Linked DNA regions of Ovis aries: region 2 is linked to region 1. Evidence: chromatin contacts called from public Hi-C data. All regions are on one chromosome and are shown on one strand. The core of a region is the stretch at or near the end of the contact, and the rest is flanking DNA. Distances in the headings are between cores, read along the strand shown.

Region 1 (6,548 bases), core at 205-2,704:
AACGTGGTGTTGGCTTACAGCGCTGTGTTAATTTCTGCTGTCCAGTAGATACATATGTATATACATTCTTTTTCATATTCTTTTCCATTATGGTTTATCACAGGACACTGAATGTATTTCCCTGTGCTGTGCAGTAGGACCTTGTCGTTTATCCATTCTCTGTATAATAGTGTTATTTTTGCTGTATTTTGAATCTCAGCAGTTAGTATGATTTATATGGTCCTCCCCCTTCCCTCTGTATCATCATCTTCTGCATTGTTTTGGAGTCTGTAAAGGTGACAGTTCATACTAGGCTGTCTTGAGATAGCACATGCTTCATCTGGTTCTGTGCATTTTATTGTTGCAGTTCAGATTCTTATTGTTGTTGCGCTTGGCGAAAATATTCTTTAAACACTGGGTAGCAAAAGAGTGAAGATTTTGCGTTGTGGCTTTCGATTTCGGATTGGGAAAAAACATACACTCTTTGATTCATAGCAGTGTAAATTCATGGAGAGATACTTTTAGTGTTAGACCCACCAAACAATACACTAACAGATAATTACGTGGAATGCCAGTGAAGCTTGACTCACGGTCCTCTTGGTTTCCAAATGCTCAATGGTCTTCCTTGAAGGCGTTCACTATAAAAGTCAGCTATTGCTGTCTCAGTGCCATAAGTTCAACATCTCTGGACCCCAGAGTAGGTAGTAGTAATTAATAAAAAACTCAGCAGTATTTTTTTTCCAGACCCAGTCATCATGCTGTACTCTATAATTTTATTCTTGGAGTCATCGAGAGTGTTTCCAATATGGTGTCTATCTAGGATCAGAATAGTTTAAAAAAAAAAAATGGAAAAATGTCCAAACATCTTTGCATGGCAATGATGGCATTACTGGTGTGTTTAATAAAACCTTTATTGGTACATTTTCCGGTATGGTGGCATTGGCAGAAACGGTCCCCCTTTGGATTTGGAACTCAGCAGCTGATGAAATACAGTAAACATTAATTTGGAATGGGCTGCCAGTTTTGGAAAGCCAGGTGACATTTTATTATATTTGTACCGAGCAGGGGCTACGTCCCATACTGCTGTAGCTTCCGCTGTCAGAGGCTTAGCTGGCATTATGGAAAAAAAAAAAAAAAAGAAAAACATGGCAGGCCTGAGAATCTTATCCCCTGAAATGAAAGTCGAATGCCAAATTGAAATTCCTGTAGGATTTCCGATAGCAATGGGGGAATTGAGAAGCCCACAATTAAGCATATGGGCATTAAGATAATTGTCAGATCTGTTGGCGGACATGATAGAAGGCAGATGGGTGCGAATCAGTACGCTCCACCGCAGCACCCTGGGAGACAATTTGACGTTTTACCTGCCTGAGCTCCTCTGCCATATTTGTCACTGGATGTACAGCACAGCATCTTACTGAGCGTTAAGTGTTGTTTTTTTTTTCCTTCCGCTGAGGACTGTAGCTGCATGTATGATCCTTCAGCGCCCTCTAGTGAAATGCACTGGGGAGTCTTGTTTTCAAAGGCTGGTCTTCCTTCCTTGGGGCCCTGCGGTCGCACCTCTGATGCCCACTTACCTCCGCCGTCCCTCTGGCTCTTTCAGGTTGGGGCCCATCGTGAAGACGGCGTGGCCCTGCGAGGCAGCCACTCTCTCGTTCCGAACCAGGTGCCGGTGCCGCAGCTACCTGTCCAGTCGGCAACTTCCCCTGATCTGAACCCACCCCAGGACCCTTACAGAGGTAGGTCCACCTTGGAGGGGCACGTCTCATTTCCCTGAAACAGTAGACCCCGTGTGCCTGTGGTGCCTCCTTGGCATTCATCCCTCAGGAAGCACTGGCCCGTAACCACGAAGCCGTTTCGGTAACAAGATGGTAAGGAAATGGGAAAGGCTTTCGAACATCGATGGCTAATTGTGTTTCTTCGGTAACTGTTTTCCTCCAGCATCTTCTGAAACCCTGCTCCTGTTTGCAGCAGGGGATGAGACCAGATACTGATGAGAGGAAATGTGATTTTAGCTATTTCCACATTGCGCTCATCCAGATCCTTTAATGTGGTTAGTTGTAGCCTGACAGTGATGTTTCCAAATGAAGAGGAAGGAAGGAAATGGGTTTTTGTTGCTTAAGATGGAAGGAAATGTAGGTACATTTCAAAAATGGGACTCAGTCGGATGAGTCATCCAGCTCTGTCCTGATTGCACCGTACCCCTGACTCCTTTCGGCTTTCCAAGACCCCAGGTGGCAGGGTCACAGGAACAAGACCTGGGTCCCAGGTCCCTCTGCAAATGGCTGGCCCGATGACCAAGAGATGCTTATGTAATACCCCATTGCCCTCACATTGAGAATAAAATGTGCTAACAGTGCCGCAAGAACGGATATGTGTAAGCATTTGTCCAAGTATTAAGCATTGTAAGAATCTGATTGTTAACTATATGTGGGCATGCCTGCCCATTTTTATCGGAATAGTCAGACTTTGATGGCCCTTTCTTTTAAAGAGCCTTTGGGTTTTCTTTGTCTTAGGTCAGCCCTTCTTATTGTGTACAAGCATGACCTGAGGATGTTGTTAAAATGCTGATTCTGATTCAGTTAGTCTGGGGTTCTGCATTTCTAATGGGCTTCCAGGGGATAAGCATACTCCTGGTCCCCTGATCAGATTTTGAGGGACAAGATTCTGGACCCCGTAGATTACAGATTGAAGGAAATACTGAATAGACACGCTTCTTCCTTAGAAATAAATGATTGCATTTAGGCCACGTTTTAAGGTTTATTGTGATCTTGGAAAGTTGAGCAGTGGAAGAGCTAGAAATGTCTTCATTGAGCTGCTTTCCATATGTACCATTTTTAAAGACTGATTACTCCTCGAGGATAAGAGAAGCCTAATTTCAGAATATCATTAGGGTATCTATTGAAGTCTTGACTGTACGTATTTAGCGTACTCCCTGGGAATTATATTTTAAGGACATTTTTCTATTAAACCATTGCATATGGAAGAAACTCAATATAATAGCTGATATTTACTTGGGTTCTTAATCAGAACATTGAGGTGTGTGATTTTCATGATTATGATTTTCATTGCAATTAAGTTGATGTTTTGTAGACAGTGAAATTACCATCTACTCCAAAAGATTGCAAAATAGAATTTAACCTCAGCGCCAATGCAGGGATAACTTGTTTCTGCAGGTGCATTTTTGAAACTTCACTGAAGATGATGAGGAAAGTGATGGATCACACAGTTGGGCGGTCTGAAATGAATAGCCAGCGGCCCTGCAGCCTGGGGCATGTGTGTCTGTGCCTCGAGGCTTTGGTGGGTGTGTCACCTGCTCTCTTTTTTTTTTTTTTTTTTTTGTCTGCAGGCATGCCACCAGGCTTGCAGGGCCAGAGTGTCTCCTCCGGCAGCTCTGAGATCAAATCCGACGACGAGGGTGACGAAAACCTGCAAGACACGAAATCTTCCGAGGACAAGAAATTAGATGACGACAAGAAGGATATCAAATCCATTACTAGGTCAAGATCTAGGTAACAGTATATAATACTGTCGCTTCATTTAATTCCTTTATTGGACTTTGATGAAGTGAACAGAACAGGAAGAAACTATTCAGTTTTTTCCTGGAAGGTAAATCTGCAGCTAAAAATTAAAAAGGAAAGGCTTACTCTAGAGGCACGAACGTATCATTTGAGATACCTGTACTCTAGGAAAGCCGAAACTGCCTTTGCATTTATGAATTTGGACCCAATGCTGATAATGACACAAAATGGCAAAAACAATTTATCACCAATTCAAATGCAAGCAGTCGATTTGTAAGACTGCTTATTCTACAAATTTGGTCAGAAATGTTCTTCTGAAAATACTTCTAAAAAGAGATCCTATTGCTATTGAAAGCTCAATTGATATATGTACAGTTGTAACTTTTTTCGTACCTTGAAAGTGAGAAAGTACCGATTTCCCAGCCTGAGTCTACATATGTTGAGAGAGAGATATATATATGTATAAGAGTAGTACCTATGTTGCTGGTTTTTTTCTTGGCTACTCCTTTCTGCAGAAAATTCAATTGCAGGAAAATAGCTTCTGATCAGTTTTCTCAGCTCCGCAATATCTTTAAATTAGAATCTGTCTCCTTGAACTGTAATCTGATAAGCAGATGGACTTTTTTGAACATTGTGACACCCACGTTCTTTGCCTTGGTGCTCTTGGATAATTTTTATTTGGAAATTTAATGAGCTGTACTATGACAGTGCCTCCCTTTATAAACAACATTTGTTTGGCTGCCCTGGGTCTTAGTGTGGGCCTGTGGGATCTAGTTCCCTGACCAGGGATCAGATTCAGGCCCCCTGCGTTGGGAGCACGGAGTCTTAGCCGCTGGACCGCTAGAGAAGTGCTGATTCCTCCCTTTGAGAGGCCGTCGTTCTCAAGGTTATGCCTGGGGTCCTTTAGGGATTAAGGACATGCCATCTTTTCATACTGCCTTTGTAGTTAGATTTGTTTCTAAGTTCTACCACAGTTTTGAAATTTCTGGAACCTTCGCGCTTACACCTTTCCACCATCTCTGTGGTTTCCTGGCCCTTGGCCATTTCCTGACTCTTGCCTTGGAATGATAAGACGTTCCCAGGAGGGCCTTTGACATCCTTAGCAATTTCTCTGTTAATTCAGTCAACTCTTGGTAACTTAACTAGTGGCTGTAACACATGCATTTTCAGTTCATCCTTTGAAGTCTCAATGCAGCATTTAAACTTGGCTGTTAAGAACCTTCTTGTTTCAAAGGTCACTCTCTTGACGTTCACTTAGGACTCCAAAACTGTTGTCTGACAAGGCTTTCCAAATCTAGGCAGTTTTGTTTGCATAAACAACTTGTAAGTGGATAACCCATTCTCATTCATTACTGGCCTGAATACACTTGGAAAACAATTTCCCATTTTCAGCCCCACTTTGGAAAAAGTGTGGCATATGTTTGCTATGTAAAAACATTACCCAAATTTTTACCTTCTGGACAGGACCAGCAGAAACTCGACTCTGTTCTCATTTTGCTTGTTACATCTTACTTTTGTGGTGGGCTGTGGGTGTGAATTCACAGTCACCTTGAATTCCTTGGCGTTGGCCGAGGTCATGGATGGGAGAGAGATGGGTGGGCAGAGGAAGTGAGGAAGAGAATCAGGTGGCGGAGAAAGAGAGCTTTCTGATGGGCTCAGTTCGGTTGTGCACTCATCAACACACATCCAAGGCAGACAGTCCCATCTGGAAGGGAGTTTAACCTACAGGAAGGCGAGCCAAGTCTTAAAGCATCTTTCTTTGGTGTCTGCCTCCCTTGCAAGTGCTCTTGGCTTACTTGCGTGCATCATCTTTGTGGGCAGCGTGTGCTGCAGCCCAGGGATCCACTCCATTTCTGCCTGACTGGGTCTTCTGTGTCATGATGTGTCCTCACTGCAATGTGGAAGTTACACAGAGATTCTTCACAGTGGAAGACTTGGAGCCATTCATGTTTTAAATTCTTTTTAACTTCTTTTAAAAATAATGTTTTGGCCTGTCTAAGCAGCATGTGGGATCTTAGTTTCCTGACCAGGGATTGAACCCATGGCCCTCCGCAGTGCAAGCGCAGAGTCTAGACCACTGGACCCCCAGGGAGGTCCTGAACACATAGATTTTTAAGCCAGTACTCCTTAAGTGAGTAGATGAAGTGAGTAGATGGCTTCCCACATGTTCCTCCAGCTCTGAAATGTTGTGATTCATATGTTCATTCAGTGAGCCTTTCAGATTCATGGAATATTAAGGTCGAGGCTCACCTTGTTGGTCCTTGGGGTCAGTGCTCAGATCTCTAGGTTGACATCCTTATAGATGGTCACTGCCGTTTTGCTCCTTATAATGGAGTTTTTGAGTGAAGTATACTTCATTTTTAATGTCTCTCATGCTCAAAAAAGGTTCTTGTTCATGTTAATTCAGACTGTCCCACTTGGAGTTCCTTGCTCTGTTCTGTCTTTGTAAGGCATCATCTCCCATGCCCCTCTTTTACAAGTGATTCCCCAGAAACAGTTAGAAACCTTGATGCCATGAAATCCTCCTGATATGACAGGCTTTCCAAGTAGCTCATCATCATCCTATCTGCCTCCCATTGAAAAGTTTATAATTTATCAGGATCTCACCCAGAAGTAGAAGTCACCTTGTCTTTCCAGACTGCTGGCTCCAACCATGCCTTTGAGTGAATCATTTCTGTTCTCAACAATCAGAGAGCAGCTTTCCGGCTTCATTTTTGTCTCACAGTGAGGTTGTGGTCATTGATAACCAGTAAGTTTGAGTTGAGTTGGGTTGGGTTTGCCTGAAACTCAGGTTTCCCCAACCTGTCTCGTGACCGTAAACATCCATAATGTTAAAGGTTATGGAGATGATGTTTTTCTAACCTTGCTATATTTAATACATGGAGAAAGTGAGACTCGATACAGTAAGTGGCCTGACCAAGCCCTCCAAGCTGGTTAGCAGACAGCAGGCCCTCGTGTTCACTCATTCATTGTCTTGAATGGATGACTTTCTTAATCCTGTTAGAGCTGCATTGTGTTAATTTTGAAGTATCCACATCGTTTTTCAGT
Region 2 (6,098 bases), core at 3,152-5,651, 160 kb before region 1:
GTGGAATTTCATCCAAAATGTCTCCCTTAGTTACCTGGTTGCAAATAATTTTATCAGTGCTCTAGATTATTTGTACATACTGTTCTAGAAATAGGACACAGACATCCCAGGTCAGCTCTGGACAGTCAGCCAGCAAGTGGAGCACACGAGAACATCCAACAATAGTTACTCCCCCACCCCTTCATTTGGGTGTTTAATAAATATTTTGTGTAATAGCACCATATCCCCTGCCCCTCCCCCAAGATCATGTTATCACTGTACTTGGTAGAGGGTTTAAACTAAAAACAGTTGAGTTACCTAACGTGAGGCTCTAACTTACATTTTTGCGTTGATATTCTCACATCTGTTGAGATATATTTTTCAAGGGGCTAGAGTAAAATTTGGCCATTACTGATGGGATAATTCACCTCAGGTATTGTACTTTTGACCGTGGATTTTATTGGTTGACCTTCCTCTCAGGGTTAGTCTTGCCATCTGTGTCTGTTGGCTTGGCGACTGACTGCCCCCCAGTCACCCTCCTAGACTGCCTCCTTCATCCCCATAAACCCTCCATTCTCAGATGTGATCGATTCTGCTTCCTATACACTGAGCCCGCATCCCAGGCACCACCCCTCCATTTCTCTCCATCCCCACCTTCTCCTTCTCACAAGACTGCTGAAGTGGTTGTCTCCGAAAGTCCCCGAGGCAGTCACACCCTGGCCCAGCACCCGCCGTGCTTCGGGGAGCCAACCTTAGCACGGTGCATGGGCTCTGGAGAGCCTGGCCCCGGCCTCGGCCTTCAGCTTTGTCTTTCCCTCTCCCCACTGCTCCCTGGTGTCCCAGCCACACTGAGCTGCTCCGGGTTCCCTTGAGGGCTCGTCGATGGTTCTCCCTGTCTTCACAAGGGCCTTTCCATTGGCCTGGGACATCTTCACCTTGCCCCTCCTTCCCCTTTCCTTATACTCCTTCACGGGATGACTCTCACTCTCTGTCCAAGGCCCCGCTTATTCACTGTTCCCTCCGGGGCCCTCGTGTTAGACTCAGGCCGGAACGAGGTGGCTCTCTCTGGGCCCAGGTAGCTTCTGACACACTGCACTCTGCCAAGCCAGAGTTGTCATGCTCTCTGCAGCCAGAGAGGACCGAGGACTGGGCCTGTCACCCTCCCCAGTGCCTAACAGGGGACACGAGTGAGTGCTCCGGAGTCAGTGGATGGATGGGTCAATGGGTAAACGAACCAGCTGCAATAATGAGTTATGTAACTGGTGATGCCAGTGAGGGAAGATCTGTTTTTAATCCCCATTTTATTGATAATGAAGCGGAGACTCACAGCCTTTCTGTCACTATGAACAGTAAGTGGCAGAGAGGGGGCTAGGGGCATGGTCCTTTGACTCCAGACTTGCCATTTTCCCTACTGCTTCCTCATCCGCGGTTGTTGAAGCTTTTTGTGATAGCCATTAGTCCAGTCTCCTCGTAGCTGGTTCTGGCGCTCTTCTCACTGTTAACTTACGTATCGTTTAGCGTACTGCACTGGGACCACAATTAGTAGGGAAGACTGCATTTTAAAAAAAGTCTTTTGACCATGCTGTACGACATACGGGATGTTAAGTGCCTGTGGCTCAGTCAGTAAAGAATCTGCCTGCAATGCGGGACACCTGAGTTTGATCCCTGGGTTGAGAAGATCCCCTGAAGGAGGGCATGGCAACCCACTCCAGTATTCTTGTCTGGAGAATCCCATGGACAGAGGAGCCTGGCGAGCTGCAGTCTGTGGGGTCGCAAAGTGTCAGACGCGACTGAGTGACTAAGCACAGCAGTCACTAAGGAAGGCAGTTCCCTGACCAGGGATTGAACCTGTGACCGCTGCATTGGCAACGTGGAGTCTTAACCACTGGACTGCCAGGGAAATCCCAAGATTGCATTTCTAAAGATGGTATGATGGAGCCTGTGATCTGTATGATCGAGATCGCTGTCTTTAGAGGGTCAAGGAAGAATATCTTGACTGCGTATTTCCTGCATCGTCTGTTGCCTGCCGGCAGCTGCACCTCTCCTCCACTGCCGAGAGGACCATGGCCACGTTGTAAAGAACCGTGGTCTGGCTGAGACCGGACAGGCCCTGAAGCCCAGGGGTGAATGTAATAGCAGCTGTGTTTCTGTTGGTCAGGTTTCCTCCTCCTTCACTCTTCCTGGTCCATCTTGCTTGACGGGGCAGGGGTGGGGGTGTCGGAACAGGGAAGATGGGACTGAGTCGAGCAGTCATGACTGGCAGCTCTGCTTCCTGCAAGGGATTCTGTTCCTCATAAACTCAGTACAGGACATGAAAAAAATGATGATGTGAGTTTTATCTCTGTGTCTAATTTTGAAACGCAGAAGGATGGAATGTTAAAGTAAGCAGATGTCACCTGGCTGCCCAGTGCCGCTTAGTAGGACATGAGAAGCTAAAGCTCAGAGATGTTAAGAGACTTGTCAGGATCATGCAGCAGCCCCTGTCCACGTGAGCCTCTGCACAGCAGTTACCATGCCAGCGGTGTGTGACACTGACATTTTCTTAATACTTGATGTCTTTGTAGCCTCTTTCTTCCAAAGGCCGCAGGGCTGCCCTGGACCCTGATGTAATAGCCAGGAGTAGCCGGAAATACATCCTGAAGAAGTTTCTAGAGGAGTGTCCCTTTGTTCAGCTACCACTGAATTGCATCGTCACGGAGCCAGAGGGTGTCATTTGCTTGTAAATACTGAGTTTTTGAAATGTCACTGTAACACTGGAAAAATGTTGTCTCAGAAGGTTGCCAGAGTGACAGAGTCCCGACATTGTAAATACCAGCCAACACAAGTGCTTGTAAATGACAGGAGCGAAATATACTTGACTAAATCCATAATAATCACTGATAACACTGTTTACCCTCAGTGACCAGGAGCTGTGAACTTGGATAAAAAGCACATGTGGGCAGATACCATTCATGTGTCAGAGCCTCTAGCCATTCCAGCATGTTTTGATGGAAAAGCTCCCTAAATATGTAAAAGCTTTGCAGTAACTAAGAAGCAAGTGTGCAAGATAGGGCGTCTGGCAGCCCTAATGTAACGGGAGAGAGGCTTTCCTATCTTCAGCAACCCAGGGGGTTGATAAGACGGCCGTTGTTCTGGTCAGAACCAAACCGTGAGCCTGGCTGAGTGGGACAGTCACTGCTCTTATTTTCAATGGATGTGGTTCCTGGAAGGTCCATCTGCCATAAGCAAGAGCTTACGTACACACCGTGTTCTCTCGAGAGAAGGAAGATGCAGAATGAACTTAGAGATTAAAAGCCTCAGAGCAGCACAGGCAGGATTCCAGGAAAGGCTGAACTGGACTTGGCGCTTGAGAGGGACAGTGAGGCTGTCCAACCTCCTTGCCGTCTTAATACCTCTAGAGCCTGGGCTCGTCCTTAATAATAACTTCCCTTGGGGGAAATGAATGCCTTCTTCCCTCTTCTGCTGTAGCATAAAAATGGTGCCTGGGTATCAGAGGCTCCAGGAGGAGATGTCTAAGGTGGCAAGCCCGTGTTCCTCTGGGAGGTGGCTGCTTTTGCTGTTCCGGGCATCCTCACTGGTCCCCATCTCCCCAGGGAACAGTGGAGACTGCACGACAGAGGGCTGGACCCTCCTAGTATTTCAATTGGCGAAAGAGCTCTAGCTGGTGAAAGAGACAGGGGCGTGGCGTGGTCCCAGAGGCCCCTCCCGTCACTGCTCTCATGGGCACCAGGAAGAGGGCGTTTGCCGGGAATGACTGCCTTGGTTTTCATATGTATGCAAATACTTTTTCTTTTGCCCGACATACTCCTACATTGTAGGATTCCTTTTTCATAGTAAGCATCACTTTCTTAACTAAAGATAAAAGGCTGAATTCGATATTAGAAATACTCAGTGCTGATGAAAGTTGGGCAAAACTACAACATTATATATCACATATTGACATTTGACCCAGACGCTGTAGTGGTTCTGCTTCTTGACTATTTATGCTTATTTATGAAAGGGAAAGGCTTTCTATCGGAAGGTGCCAATATTGGTATTAGCTGGAATAGCGGTGAAGAGTTTATAAGTGATCTGCATATTTAAGTCTGTGTGATGTTGTGGCATTTTGGTGTCCTTGAGTCAGGTCTACGTGGATACGACAGCTTCCAAAGAGCATGGGCAGTGGAAGGAGCTGGAGTGTCCCATGCCCTTGGAACTCAGTGACTGGCTGACATCCTGGTGACATGGTCCCTCAACCCTGCCATGGGGATCCCCTGGGTGGGGGAACCCACTGTGCTTCTTCAGCTACCTGGCAGCTGGCGGGAGGCAGGGCCTGCTGGTTTGGCTGATAAACCGTAGGTGTTGGTGTGGGAGAGACAGTGGCCAGTCTCAGACTCTGTCCTGGCTCTGTTCCTGCTTGTTGGTCACGATTGCAGATGGAGGTTGAATAGCTTCTCACATCTCTCTCAAAGAAAGACTGCTTTGTCTTCCAGAGATGAGGCAGTGGCCATGAGGATATTCCGCAGTGGAGCCGCCCTGTGGTGATGGAGTGATAGTTGTCATCCTGTCCAGGCTTTGACAACTGCAGGGACCCTCCCGAGCTCTCAGAGCTGGAGCAGACCTGGGACAGCCTTGAGCTCGGACTTTTCTCTGATTCTCAAAAGACAAAGGACACGTGTCCCCAGTATCTCCTCTCACCACTTCTCCTTTTCACTCTTCAGTGATCTCTTAAAAATGATCTTATAAAAACCTTTGGGGTTGTATTTTCAGCCCAGCAGGTGGATCAGTCTCTTGGTTGGGGGAGCTGAATAAGAGTCAGAATGAAAGTTGTCAGGGCAGAGAGTGACTGTGGAAGAGCTCTGCTGCCTGAGTGGCCACTCCAGTGAGTTTGTATTTTGTTAAACTCGCCTTTCTCTAAGCCAGACTTCTGCTGTTTCAACTTCGGTGCTGCAGGTGGACAGCCACAGATTTGACGCTGTATCCGCTTTGGCTGTCTCCTCTTGTTTTTCTTCCTGATTCGCTGCTTCCAAACAGCTGTTCTTTTAGAAACGAAAGAGAAGTGAAAGAGGTGGGGAGCGGGAGAGGAAGATGGAGAGAGATGGAAAGAGAGAGGGAGAATGGGAGAGGTGTTTTCCCCATTGATGGTTTAAAATATCTGCCAGGCCCATCAGGTAGCTCCTTGGTGAATTTAGCATTTATTTATGAGTTTAGAGGGACTGGCTTGTTGTTGTTTAGTCGCTCAGTCATGTCCGTCTCTTTTATGACCTCATGGACTGTAGCCCGCCAGGTTCCTCTGTCCATGAGATTTCCCCGGCAGGAATCCTGGAGTGGGTTGCCGTTCCCTTCTCCAGGGGAATCTTCTCAACTCAGGGGCGGAACCCACATCTCCTGCACTGGCCAGGAGTATTCTTTACCCTGGAACCACCAGGGAAAGCCATCTTTGAGCTTAGGAGTTCACTAATTAAGAAAATCAGTGGAAGCTTTGAGGAGCTCACTTTCCCACTCTGCGGGTCCCCTGAGTCTCTCCCTTCAGCGCTGCTTTCCCCAGGCACTCCACCCCTACTCCCACTTCTAATATTTAAGTATTTGTAAAAGCTCAGAATTTGAGCCTCCTCTACCAGGATCTAGCCCCAAATTGCCCCCTGGTGGCTGGAGGGGCAAATGACAAGATGGAGCGTGGGGAAGAGGCCACGCGGATCCTCTTGTCTCTTGCCTGGTTACCTGCGATGGTATCTCTGTATCCGTGTCAATATGAGCCTGACCTGACTAGACAAGTCTGTCTCTCTGCTTTATTTTGGGTCATTCTGCTGCAGGGCTCCCTTTTCCTATTCTTGTTTCCCACTTTCTTTTGGTCTGATTTGTGTTTCTACACATGTTGTATTGACCAGAGCCTTTCTAACTGTGCTCAGCACAACCGAGTGGGAGAGTGAGAGAGACACACTCTCACTGAGAGTGACTGAGAACAGGATAGTTGAAGGCAGTGCATGCTGTCACCTCATGGCTGATCCGGGATTTTATAGGCAAGCTGGTTAGCCAAGCGCGTGTCACCTACGTGCCGCTCATCGGCCAGCTGAGAGCAAGCATGTCACCTCATTGACAGCTGTCTGTTGTCAGAGGGCCATCTTGTCTCCTTTTCATTT

Evidence for each region. Hi-C and Micro-C count contacts between places; a contact is called where the count stands out from the background.
Region 2: a Hi-C map of hypothalamus shows a contact between it and region 1, with 3 times the contacts expected there. The contact joins two enhancer-like sites. A contact is called at or near these places in 2 of 16 Hi-C or Micro-C datasets (hypothalamus and tail adipose tissue).

What each region holds. Positions count from the first base shown.
Region 1 is chr23:54,949,792-54,956,339 of ARS-UI_Ramb_v3.0, reverse strand. It overlaps TCF4 (transcription factor 4), which reads left to right. Exons shown (of 19, transcript XM_060405546.1): 15 at 1,583-1,718; 16 at 3,329-3,491. Among named protein-coding and RNA genes, the nearest start is that of CCDC68, 270 kb to the right of the region's middle. Within about 2 kb of position 1,454, at least 10 of the 54 cell types and tissues checked have an H3K27ac peak or open chromatin away from gene starts, as enhancers often do. A contact at or near this core is called in hypothalamus, where this site is marked.
Region 2 is chr23:55,117,859-55,123,956 of ARS-UI_Ramb_v3.0, reverse strand. The region is part of intron 5 of TCF4 (transcription factor 4); the gene reads left to right. Among named protein-coding and RNA genes, the nearest start is that of TCF4, 210 kb to the left of the region's middle. Within about 2 kb of position 4,401, at least 11 of the 54 cell types and tissues checked have an H3K27ac peak or open chromatin away from gene starts, as enhancers often do. A contact at or near this core is called in hypothalamus, where this site is marked.